2 separate regions of the Sus scrofa genome follow, and region 1 is linked to region 2. The links are chromatin contacts, called in public Hi-C maps. All regions are on one chromosome and are shown on one strand. Each heading gives the region's core, a stretch centred on a gene start, on an enhancer-like site or on the middle of the called end of the contact. The rest is flanking DNA. Distances are from core to core; before and after follow the strand shown. Region 1 overlaps NEDD4 (E3 ubiquitin-protein ligase NEDD4). Region 2 has its middle 61 kb from the start of NEDD4.

The links. A called contact is a pair of places that touch in the nucleus more often than the background predicts.
Region 1: a contact with region 2 is called in a Hi-C map of skeletal muscle, with 4 times the contacts expected there. The contact joins two enhancer-like sites. A contact is called at or near these places in 3 of 47 Hi-C or Micro-C datasets (psoas muscle and skeletal muscle).

What each region holds. Positions count from the first base shown.
Region 1 is chr1:115,990,143-115,995,758 of Sscrofa11.1, forward strand. All of the region lies in intron 5 of NEDD4 (E3 ubiquitin-protein ligase NEDD4), which reads left to right. Among named protein-coding and RNA genes, the nearest start is that of NEDD4, 51 kb to the left of the region's middle. Within about 2 kb of position 3,494, at least 1 of the 83 cell types and tissues checked has an H3K27ac peak or open chromatin away from gene starts, as enhancers often do. A contact at or near this core is called in skeletal muscle, where this site is marked.
Region 2 is chr1:115,877,882-115,883,601 of Sscrofa11.1, forward strand. No RefSeq gene overlaps it. Among named protein-coding and RNA genes, the nearest start is that of NEDD4, 61 kb to the right of the region's middle. Within about 2 kb of position 3,845, at least 3 of the 83 cell types and tissues checked have an H3K27ac peak or open chromatin away from gene starts, as enhancers often do. A contact at or near this core is called in skeletal muscle, where this site is marked.

The DNA.
Region 1 (5,616 bases), core at 2,244-4,743, 110 kb after region 2:
GTTGCAGCTTGGATTTGACCCCTAACCCAGGAATTTCCATATGCTAGTTGCAGCTGTTAATTAAAAAAAAAAAAAAAAAAAAAAAAAGGAAATAGAAGCTGGATTGGCTACATCCACCATATATCCAACCTCCTCTCTGGTGTTACCTACTGTTTACTTTGTACCCAGCATGAGTTCAGGTGGATCAGAGGAAATAAGAAATGTTTAGTTGTTGTCCTCACCCTCTGGAAGCTTAAAATCTAGTTAGGTGAAACTGATACTTAACAGTGAAGCTTACCAAAGAGAAAACATTTATCATTATTTATTCATTATTTTATAGTAACAACTAAAGGGGATTTCCTTAATAACTGGAAGTTTTAAGCCACAGGCACTAGCAGTTAGATCTCATTGATTAGCTTATTAGAAGTGATTCATCTTTTGAGTCCTCAAATCCCTAACTTAATTCAAGAAGGAAAGCTGGAATTATTTGAAGGCATAGTGAAAAGATTAGGACTCTCCCTTCTGGTAAAAAAAAGAAAGATTTTAAGAGAATATGTACTGAAGCCTGTAATATCATAAAGGAAATAGGTTATGCAAAACCAAAATAGCATAATAATTTTATTATTAAATTTATAATTATACACATTCTAAAACAGTACTATCTCATTCTAGTCAGAAATAGAATTTAGTAAATTCCATATTTCTATTTTGTCCTGCCTTAATTGATTAAAAACAGTGTTTAGAAAATTGTGATTGAGAACAGATCTATCTTGAGTTTTCTTTTTTAAACAAAGTGTGAGTATATGTTTTACATATTTGCTTTCACTTAGGGAAAAAAAACTTACTTAGAAAAATACAACTTGGGTGTAGTACCATGTGGTGTAAACAACTGAACTATTTTGCTTTTTACTTTCCTATGAATGAGCCAGTATATATTTATTACTGGAGTTCCAGCTGTAAAATTCAGGTAAGGGGTTTAAATATACCCTAGAGCATTATTTAAAAATAAATTTGTTTCTTTCAAACAGAATACCAACCTTGGTCTATGACATTTAGGGGAGAAATTAAAATATTAAACTTTTATTACCTAGTAAACTGAAAATAAAGTAAAGGTTAAATAAATACGAAGCAGAAAAAAATACATATACAAAATTGCAACCTCTGAAAGGACAGACAGTCTACTGTTCTCTCCTGTGGGAGCTTTATCAGCAGTAGTAAGTAATTCTGCCTCTAGGGCAGTGCTAGTGCTCAAAAATGTAAACAAGTATGTACTTTGTTTATATAAAGAAATATGCGACATGGTTTGTACTTCTTTATAGGTATCAAACAACTAAATGAATTGTTTCAGTGCACCAGTAGGGGCCAGCAAAGAGCTCCTAGAGTTTTTCGCAACAGAATTGGCATTGAGATATGTTTATTTGATGTGTTAAATCCTTTTTAGACTTCTTTACTTACCACAACACTCTCTTAAGTGAATGAATTGCAGAGACAGTGGAATAAAATATCTTGTGTGCTCAAACTATATTGGGGTATAGTTTTTCTGTCTAATCTGCATATATTTTTAATGGAATGTTTTCTTAGCCTATTTCTTGGCAGAGTTTTAATAGTCCAAATATAAATGGCATCATTTAAAGACTGTACTGCTTGGCTGAAAAGGCCTTAAAATTACAGGAGAAAATGCTTGGTGACAGCTTCTCTCAAAATTTTTTTTTTCTCAGATGTATGCTCAATTTTTGCAATAGATTACTAGGCTAATTTTGTATTTCGATCCTTAAGCTTTCACTTTTTATAAGTACATCGTGTTTTAGAAGCTAAAATATGTATCTATTTGATTTAATGCTAAATTTTTAATTCACCTCAGTTTTGATATTTCCCAGTTTATACAACTGTTTGAACTTACTCATTTAAAAAAAATTAACAGTCTATATTCCTTTCTACATTTACTAAGTTGACTAGATTCCAGTATGACCACTATTTGGAAATTCAATCCTTGATTTGATACTCAATTACATGGGGTTTCATTCCTACCAACTTCCTGTAATTCTATCCCTATGGGTAAAAATATTAGTGGTCAAACTGCTGGAGAAAGTATAGGCACCGTGATTCACATAGTTAAATGTTCATTTAGTAGAGCTGGAGTGAAAAATACTGTTTCAACTTGAAATGCTAGAAGATTGTTGTTCTTGTGTTACTCATTCATGCAAATTGGAGAAGGTATAATTGAAACAAGGTTGGCAGTGTTTGAGGCAGTGTGCTGCAGCTGAGCTCAGCTTAAAGGTCGCTGGAAATCAAGTGCTTTGTAAGTGAAGGCATTTTGACTACAAGCGATTCAAGACATTTTGGAAACGTCAGTCGTCAGTCTCGGGAATGGGCCGTCTTTTTCTTTCTACGATATCTGGTCTCTAAGGTTTTACTCAGGATAAAGACCACTACTTACGAGCTCTTTTAGGCACCACAAATGATTTTTTCTTTCGATGCAGTGCAGCTGCTTCTAGCCTGTCTACCGACAGAGATCTTTGTTATGACTTTCAGCCCTTAACATGTTTGGAAATGAGAACAAATGGCACAAAGCTTACGATTGCACTTTGCAGCCAGAAGAAGCAATACTTACCCTTTGTCAGAAACCTCTGGAGATGATTTGGATAGCAGTATTCACATGTGCTTCACAAGACCAACACGGATTTCAACCTCTAACGTGGTTCAAATGAAGCTGACTCCCAGACAAACTGCACTAGCTCCGTTAATAAAGGAAAACGTTAAGTCTCAGGAAAGATCATCTGTTCCTTCACCTGAAAATGTTAATAAAAAGAGCAGCTGTCTGCAGATTTCACTCCAGCCAACAAGGTACAGTGGATGTCTTCAGTCTAGCCATGTCTTAGCTGGCAGTGATGATGCTTCATTTACTTGTGTCTTGAAGGATGGCAGTGCTGTGGTTGATAACGACCTGAGTGCTGTGGATGATGGTACCTTTTTAAGCAGTTCTGTCATTTGCAGTGGTAGCCTTAGTAACTTTTCAGCCAGTGAGAATGGGTCTTATAGCAGCAACAGTAGCGATTATGGGTCATGCACCAGTATCACCAGTGGAGGTTCCTACACCAACAGTATCACCAGCGACAGCAGTGGTTGTGGTTTTCCGCCAACTGATGATACCTTTTTTGGTGGAAATTTGTCTTCTGACAGCACCTCCAATAGAAGTGTGCCAAACAGGAATACTGCTCCATGTGAAATTTTGTCAAGAAGTACAAGTACAGTTCCCTTTGTCCAGGATGACTTGGATCATGGACTAGAGATCATGAAATTGCCAATGATCAGGAACTCAAAAATTCCTCTAAAACGTTGTTCATCCTTAGTCATTTTTCCTAGGAGTCCTTCAAATACTCCACCAACTTCTCCTACAAGTACAGGTACTTTTCTGAGCAAAGGATCCTATCAGACCTCACACCAGTTTGTTATTTCTCCTAGTGAAGTTGCCCACAATGAAGATGGCACTAATGCTAAGGGATTTCTTTCAACAGCTGTCAACGGACTTCGGTTGTCTAAAACAACCTCTACTCCTGGAGAAGTAAGAGACATACGACCCCTTCACAGGAAGGGCTCATTACAAAAGAAAACTGTTATTGCAAATAATAGTCCAAATCAGACCGCCTGTGAAAAGTCATCTGAAGGATATTCTTGTGTTTCAGTGCATTTCACCCAACAGAAAGCAACTACATTAAATTGTGAAACAGCAAATGGTGACTGTAAACCAGGGATGTCAGAAATTAAGCTTAACTCTGATTCAGAGTATATTAAGCGTATGCATAGGACATCTGCATATTTACCATCCTCCCAAAATATAGATTGTCAAATCAATATCAGCAGACAGTTGGAAAGACCAAACTTACAGATAAACAAAAACCATGCTATTTTACGAAGAAGTATTTCATTGGGAGGAACTTATCCAAATATTTCCTGTTTATCCAGCCTTAAGCACAATTGTTCTAAGGGGGGACCATCTCAATTGCTCATAAAGTTTGCATCTGGAAATGAAGGTAAAGTTGATAATTTAACAAGAGACAGCAACAGAGATTTCACAAATGATCCATCTAATTCTTTAAAGCATTCTTGTAAGGTAAGTTTCCTTTGGTCTTGATAAATACTAATTTATACTGTAATAACTTTATGAAATATTTGGTTAAGTTTATTATAACTTGGCACTTTTATGTATTTTTTAGTCCTTAGCTAGCAAGTACTTTGTAGTCATGAACTTTACATTTGTGAATCTGAAAAAATGCCCAGTAGTTTTTCTCTCTAGCTGTTATTTTATCAGTGTAGAAAATATTCATTTAAAAAGAACTTTCCAAAGTGATATGAGCCATAAAACATTTCTGTAGCATAAAAACAAGCTTTAAATAATAAATTATTTCATAACATTTTACCTCAGTATGTTTTTCCCTCAAGTGGCATAATATTTAAATGTCTAACTCAGGATTTTATTCCTACTTTTACAAATGCTCATTTAGTATTCTTCCTCTCCTTAAGCATTGTGGAAAAAAAATATAGAAAGCTGCTTAAAATGTCAAAAAATAAAAAGCTTACATAAAATGTGAAAATCTTCTTAGAAATGAGTGCAGAGAAAATGTTTCTTTAAAATACATATATTTATTAGATCATCAATAAAAACTGTTGTTCTGAATGTTTAAAACAGAGGAAAAATAAATGGCATTTGTGTTTGTATATACCCTTAGCCACAGGAATTTTGTTTCCACCCTATTTTTCTTTAGCTACCAGTTAAGAGTGCCTTCTAAAATGTAACTCATTCTTTAACATATTAAATTCTAAATTTTATATTTTTGAATTTGGTTTCAATTGCTAAGCATTTTCCTTAATTTTCTAGTTACCCTATAAATTTGTTATTTTGGTAATTTTGCATTATTATATCAGTAATTTAACTCAAGTGAATCTTAACCAAAACTGTTCTTTATGTAGTTTGGCCTTTCCAAAGTATTTTAAGTGTTTTGAACTTAAAAAGATTTTTTAAATTTCTGTATTTGGAAGATCTTGCCAGATTTCAGGAAATTTAAAAAATGTTTCTGACTAAACCAATTCTAGATGACAGTTCATAATAGTTTTTTTGGGGAAAAAATTTGTCTGCCTAATCTGTGTTTATAGAACACTTGATATCCATGTTAAAGATTTTTTTTAAACTTCTGGATAAATAAAATATTAAGTAATTGCTGGTTTGTTTCCTCTCTTTTGAAATCTGATAAATCTAATCATTGTTACTCAATGTCCAGATGTTAATAACTACTTTATTGGGGATGAATAAAGATCATATTTCAAATTCTGATCTATGTTTTAGAATTATTAATTCCACTTACAGAACTTTTTAAAAACCAGCTGTTAGTTTATAATCCATTCAAGTGTTTTGTCTTCTAAAAGAAAGCAATTAAGTGATACTGTGTAGAAACATTAATAGTTTGCTAATTGAATTACATGTATCTTGTATATTTATTTTACATTTAATTAAATAATTAATCTGAAAGGAATAATTATCCCAGAAATATCCTTAAAATAGTTGATTATAGTGTGTTGTTGTTGAATCTTTTGAAAAATGGTATTTTTAATTTTTTTTTAGTAAAGTATGTCTAAATAAAT
Region 2 (5,720 bases), core at 2,595-5,094:
ACATGATTATCATAAAAATAAGAATAAGTGGAAATACGGCTGGCTTCTTGGGTTAACTGCCAAAGTTCTGTTTCCTCACTTAGGTGGTAGTCAGAAAGGTGTTTGCTTATCATACTTTATTAAAATATTACTTATTTTATGTGGTTCTTTTGTGTCTGTTATATTTTATACTTTTTAAGAGTTATTTTTAAGTAATATGTTGAAAATCGACAATTATAAGGAAATTTGTCTTTCTTATATCAACAGTATTTAGGATAATCAAACAGTCCTACCTGACATGGGAAAATTTTCCTTTAGTGGAAAAATTCCAAGTAATAAGTGTGGAAAGAGTGATAAAACTAGAAAATCATCACATTGCAACCCCTATGAAATAGGAGATTCAGGCAAAGATCATTAGTGGAGGAAATGAATAGGAAATTTTATAGTGGCAGAATCAGGCTGTCACCACCTGAACCCACTAATAACTCTTAGCATTACTATTAATAAATATGGGCAATTAAAGACATTGGGAATTTTCTATTCATAAGAAATACAGGAGATAGAGGAACAAGTTAAATAACACCCAGGAAAGCAAACAAACAAATCCAGAGCCAGGAGCATTCAAAGAGATGGTTTACATGATTTCCTCAACAAGACAGTGGAGGAAGAAAAAAAAAAAAAAAAAAGTGGGGGTGAGGAGGGCTGCTTTTAAACTTAAGAGCTATTAAAACCACATTTCATGTGTGGACCTTATTCAGAACAAGATTTAAACAAACTATCTTACAAAGACATTTTTTAGATAATCAGGGAGATTTCAATATGAACTGGAGATTAATCAATCTCAAAGAATCATTAGGTGTGATAATGGCATTTTGTTGGTAAGAAAATATCCATACTTTTTAGAGAATCATGCTAAAATACATAGAGGTGAAAGCACAGAATATTCAGGATTTACTTTGAAATATTTTGACAGAAGACATAGAGGAGGATAAAGGAAGAATGATAAAATCTTAGGTATACCTCAGAAGTATTGCAGGTTTGGTTTCAAACCACCACAATAAAACAAATATTGCAATAAAGCAAGTCACACTCCAGTACATATAAAGTTACATTTATAGTATACTGTAATCTATTAAGTATACAATAGCATTATGACTAAAAAAGGCAATGTACATACCTTAATTTAGAAATAATGCTGTTGGGGAGTTCCCACTGTGGTACAGCCAATTAAGGATCCAGTGCTGCTGCAGCTGTGGCATAGGTTGCAGATGTAGCTGGGATTTGATCCCTGGCCCAGGAACTTCCTTGTGCCACAGGTGTGGTTAACAAAATGAAGAAAAAGAAATAATGCTGTTTGGGAAATGGTATTGATAGACTTGCTCAACTCAGGGTTGCCACAGACCTTCTATTTGTTAAAAATGTATTATCTGTTAAGTGCAATAAAGCAAAGTACAATAAAACAAGGTGTGCCTATAATGGTTTAGCCTGAGTATGGGGTTTATAGAGATTCTTTGTTTTGTTTACTTCTCTATATGTTTGAACATTTTTTTCTTCAAGAAGATTTTTATTATTCTCCCTTCTATTAAATAAGAGATTTAACATATAGAACTCAAAGTCCAAGCTCTTTTGGATGATATTCATGGCGTTCCAAAATCAGCTCCTTCAAGTCGCATGAGCTGAAAAGAGGGTAGGCATAGTTTCCCAAGGGAAAAAAATCCAGGTGCTGTTTTCAGAAGGAGCACCAAAGCCAGGTAAAAAAGCACAGTTCCCACACAGCCTTTTTGAGCTCCATCTTACAAAATGCATGTAACCAAACAGAACCACTTGCTGTTTCCTGAAGAGAGCACACTCCTATGCCTCTAAATCTTGCTCAAGTTGTCCTCTCCATTTTTTTTTAACTCAGTCATATTTTACTTCAAAATCCGCAACTGCCATCTTACAGGAAGACCTTGCTACACATCCCTATAAAATAGGAAGACTCCTATGGCACTGCACTCTGGCCTCTATGATAGTATTCTGCCTTGTAGAGGCAAACATTTGTATGGACATAACAGCAAATAAATAGCACATTTATTATCTAATATCTCTTGCCTACTTAAATATATTGGATATTGTTTTAGTTGAAGTATCTAGTTGATCTAGATCAGATCCAAATTGTCTATAGCCAAGATGCCTGCTTTGAGGTTTTGGAGGGGTAGGCTGAGATGTATTTGCATTTTGAAATATGTTAATTTCTTTGCCAGCCACAACAGATGGTCACCCTTACTGCTTGTAACAGAGATTTAACTGATTTGACAATAGCCTTATGGTCTTTCTGGTAGAACTCCAGATATTTGTATTAAACAAGTCTTTGGTTAAACTAATATTTTATTGTATGAGTCTGTAAATGGTGACATCCTCAAATCTAAATGAATTCCAATAAAAATATAACATTTTTATGTTTTAATTTTTATTTTGGTGATGAAGTCTACTATAGTCTGTGAAATCATATCATGCAGATATATAAATAATTTAATAAGCCCTTTTTAAAAGGAAGTCAGCATAAGCTTGTGTTTGCATTTGCAAATCAGAACTGCTTCTCTCTCTTGACTGGGTGAGGTGGTCCTACATATGGAAGGTGGGCTTTATTTGTAGGAAGGAAGTAGAAGACTCACATTCCATGAGCTCTGTGGCAAGTACCTTCATTTAACTTATTCCAAAAAGTCAAGGTCAATTTGGGGCTTTGAACATAATTGAAAAATGAAGAACTAATTCCTTCCTTTTGTCCACGATCTACTACCCACACACAGGAATTACACACCCAGTATTCCTGGACTTTGAGATTCTGATAGAGAAGATGGACCACTTCCTCCTTGTCCAGATGGGAAAACAGGGTTTGGAAAGGTGAGAAAAGTGATGAGTCAAGATCAGTACTGAGGCTACCCAGCCTCTGGCCCAGTGCTTTTTCCGCTGCAAATTCAGAGCCTCCCTGAGAAGATGAAGCTGCCTGAGGAAGTGAGTCTGGGTGAGTTAACCCACACTTAGAGTTCACTGTTACAGCTGAAAGCACCATAAACAGATAGGCCTCCCTTACCCCAGGTCTTTGCCCTCCATACACCTCCATTTCTGTCTTTTGGCCTTTCCCCTACTATCTTTGTTATCAGACAGGATTAAATGCAGGGTGTGTGTAAACTGTGAATGAGGACATATATCCCAGCAAAGAGACCTCCATTAAAACAAATTCACAAAGGACATTTAAAAAAAAAATTCATACTTGTTTCCTTATCTCTATTCCAGAGGCAGAGTGCCCAGCAGAATGGGCTTCCTGAATGGACTTACCTGGTAATAATAAATCTGAGGTTCTCTGGGAGTGCGGGATCCCACTGCTTTGCCTGGAAACCAGGCACCTGGTCTTCTGCCCCAACAACTGTATCATCGATTCCATAGCATACTCAATGAGTAGGATTTGTGTTGGATGATTTTGACCCATGGTCCTGATTCCTTAAATGAATGCCCAGGATATGGCAACCACCAACCACATAATAGTCTTCTAGTTCTGGGTGGAAAATACTAGATAATGCTTTAAAGCTGTACCTGTTCCTCAGCCCTTAGTCTTCAGGCTTCTTGATACCAGGGACAAACCATGTTTTGTCTGTATTTCCCCAAATTAAGACTCACATGGAAAATACATAATAATTAAAAGTCCCTTATTAATTGAATTCTGCCAACAGATGAGCAACTCCCCAGACTGATAACAAAGCCAGGCGAAGCAGCTGTCAGCTTGAGGATGGCATCTGTTGAGGCAAACTCCTGCTCTCCCTTGGCTTCTTCTTGGTCCAGGCAGAGAACCTAAAAATTTATTGCATCGGATACCTGACTGAGCCCCAGATCAAGGCAAAATGCCAAAGCTTACATGAGTTTTGCACTTCCCATCTCCTGCCTTGAGCTATAATTAGCAGACAGAGAAATCAACAGGAGGCATGAGAGCATGTCTTCAAAACTGAATGTAAATCAATGGGGAAATGACTTGCCTTACAGAAATCTGTTCTGCATGCAAAGTTACAGGAATATCTTAAAATAAGGAAGGTCTGTAACAGGTTAAATGCAATATCTAAATAACCTTCAGGTCCTCTAGCCATTGACATTTCTAGATGATCTTTAAAATGCCTCCCATCATATCTCTTTCTTAAAAAATGTACAAAAAGTGGGAAGATTAACAAGTTAGTCTATAACTGTGAATATCTTTCACAGTCCCTTCTAATGCTCTTCAGTCCCTTAATAATCTACATGTAACTTTAAAACTTTTTACTATGGAAATTTCAAACAAATATTTAAGTTAAGAAAACATTATCATGAAACTTCATGTACACAACCCAATTTAAGCATCAGTTAAAAGTCACTGTCATCTAATCTGTACCCCAACCTATTTCCCCATGTTTTCCAGATTAGTTTGAAGCAAATCTCAAATATATCATATATTTTAAATATTTCAGCAGGCAAAAACCATTGTTAAATCCAGTTCTCAAAAAGATTTTCTGGGATTACTCCCAATTTTTAGTCATCAATAATTCTTTAAAACCTTGATACGATAGCTATAAAAATAAACACATTTACTTATAAATTTCTTTTCTTTTTTTGTCTTTTCTAGGGCCGAACCCGTGACATATGGAGGTTCCCATGCTGGGGGTCTAATCGGAGCTGTAGCTGCTGGCCTACACCAGAGCCACAGCAGCGCGGGTTCCGAGCTGCATCTGCGACCTACACCACAGCTCACAGCAACACCAGATCCTTAACCCACGGGAGCGAGGCCAGGGATCAAACCCATAACCTCATGGTTCATAGTTGGATTCGTTAACCACTGCGCCACGACGGGAACTCCGACTTATAAATTTCTTTACACTAAGATTTTGTTACTTCATTGTCTAGCCGTTCGTTCATTCCTCATACATCCAGAAACCTTTATTAGGTATTTAGTATGTGCAGGATCTATTTTGAGTGCTGAGAATACAGCTGTGAACAAAGTAGACAAGACCTCATGATATTATATTTTGGCAAGGGGAGGAAAATAGTAAACAAATTAGAAAATTTATAAACAGGTTGTTTCACATGTCAAGAAAGAATAGAACAAGTTAATACAATAGTAACTTGGCAGAGTTGGCAGAGGGGAGGTGTGACATTGTATCTGATACCTAAAGAATATAAAAGAACAGCAGTTTGAAGATGAGATAGAATGATCCAGGTAGAGATCAAAAACAAGGACTGAGGCAAGGAAGAGATTTCTGTGTCAGCGAACAGAAAGAAACACGACATAAGTTCAGCATAGTGAACAAGGGAGAAACTGGTCGACATAGAGCTGGAGAGTGCAGTAGACCCTGGCCTCACTAAATCATCCCTCCCAGAATTCGTGCACTCGGCATCCCCTCCCACACTGATGCTGGACTTCATCACGTGCCTCGTTTTAGCCAATGGGACAATAGCAGAAGTGATGGAAAGAGACTTGGAAAGCGCTTGCACACTAGGGCTTGTCCTCTTGGAACACTCTCTCTGGAAGCTAACCACCATGCTAAAAAGCGACTTGAGCTAGACTCGTGGTGATGAGAGGCCCTATGGAGACACTTTCTGGAGGATGAGAATTTGCCTTGGACGAGTCCAGCCCTCTTGAGCTCCCAAATACATGTAGTCACATTGCTGTAGGCAATCCACAAAACCCTGAGAAACAGGAGTTCCCCTCGTGGCACAGTGGTTAATGAATCCAACTAGGA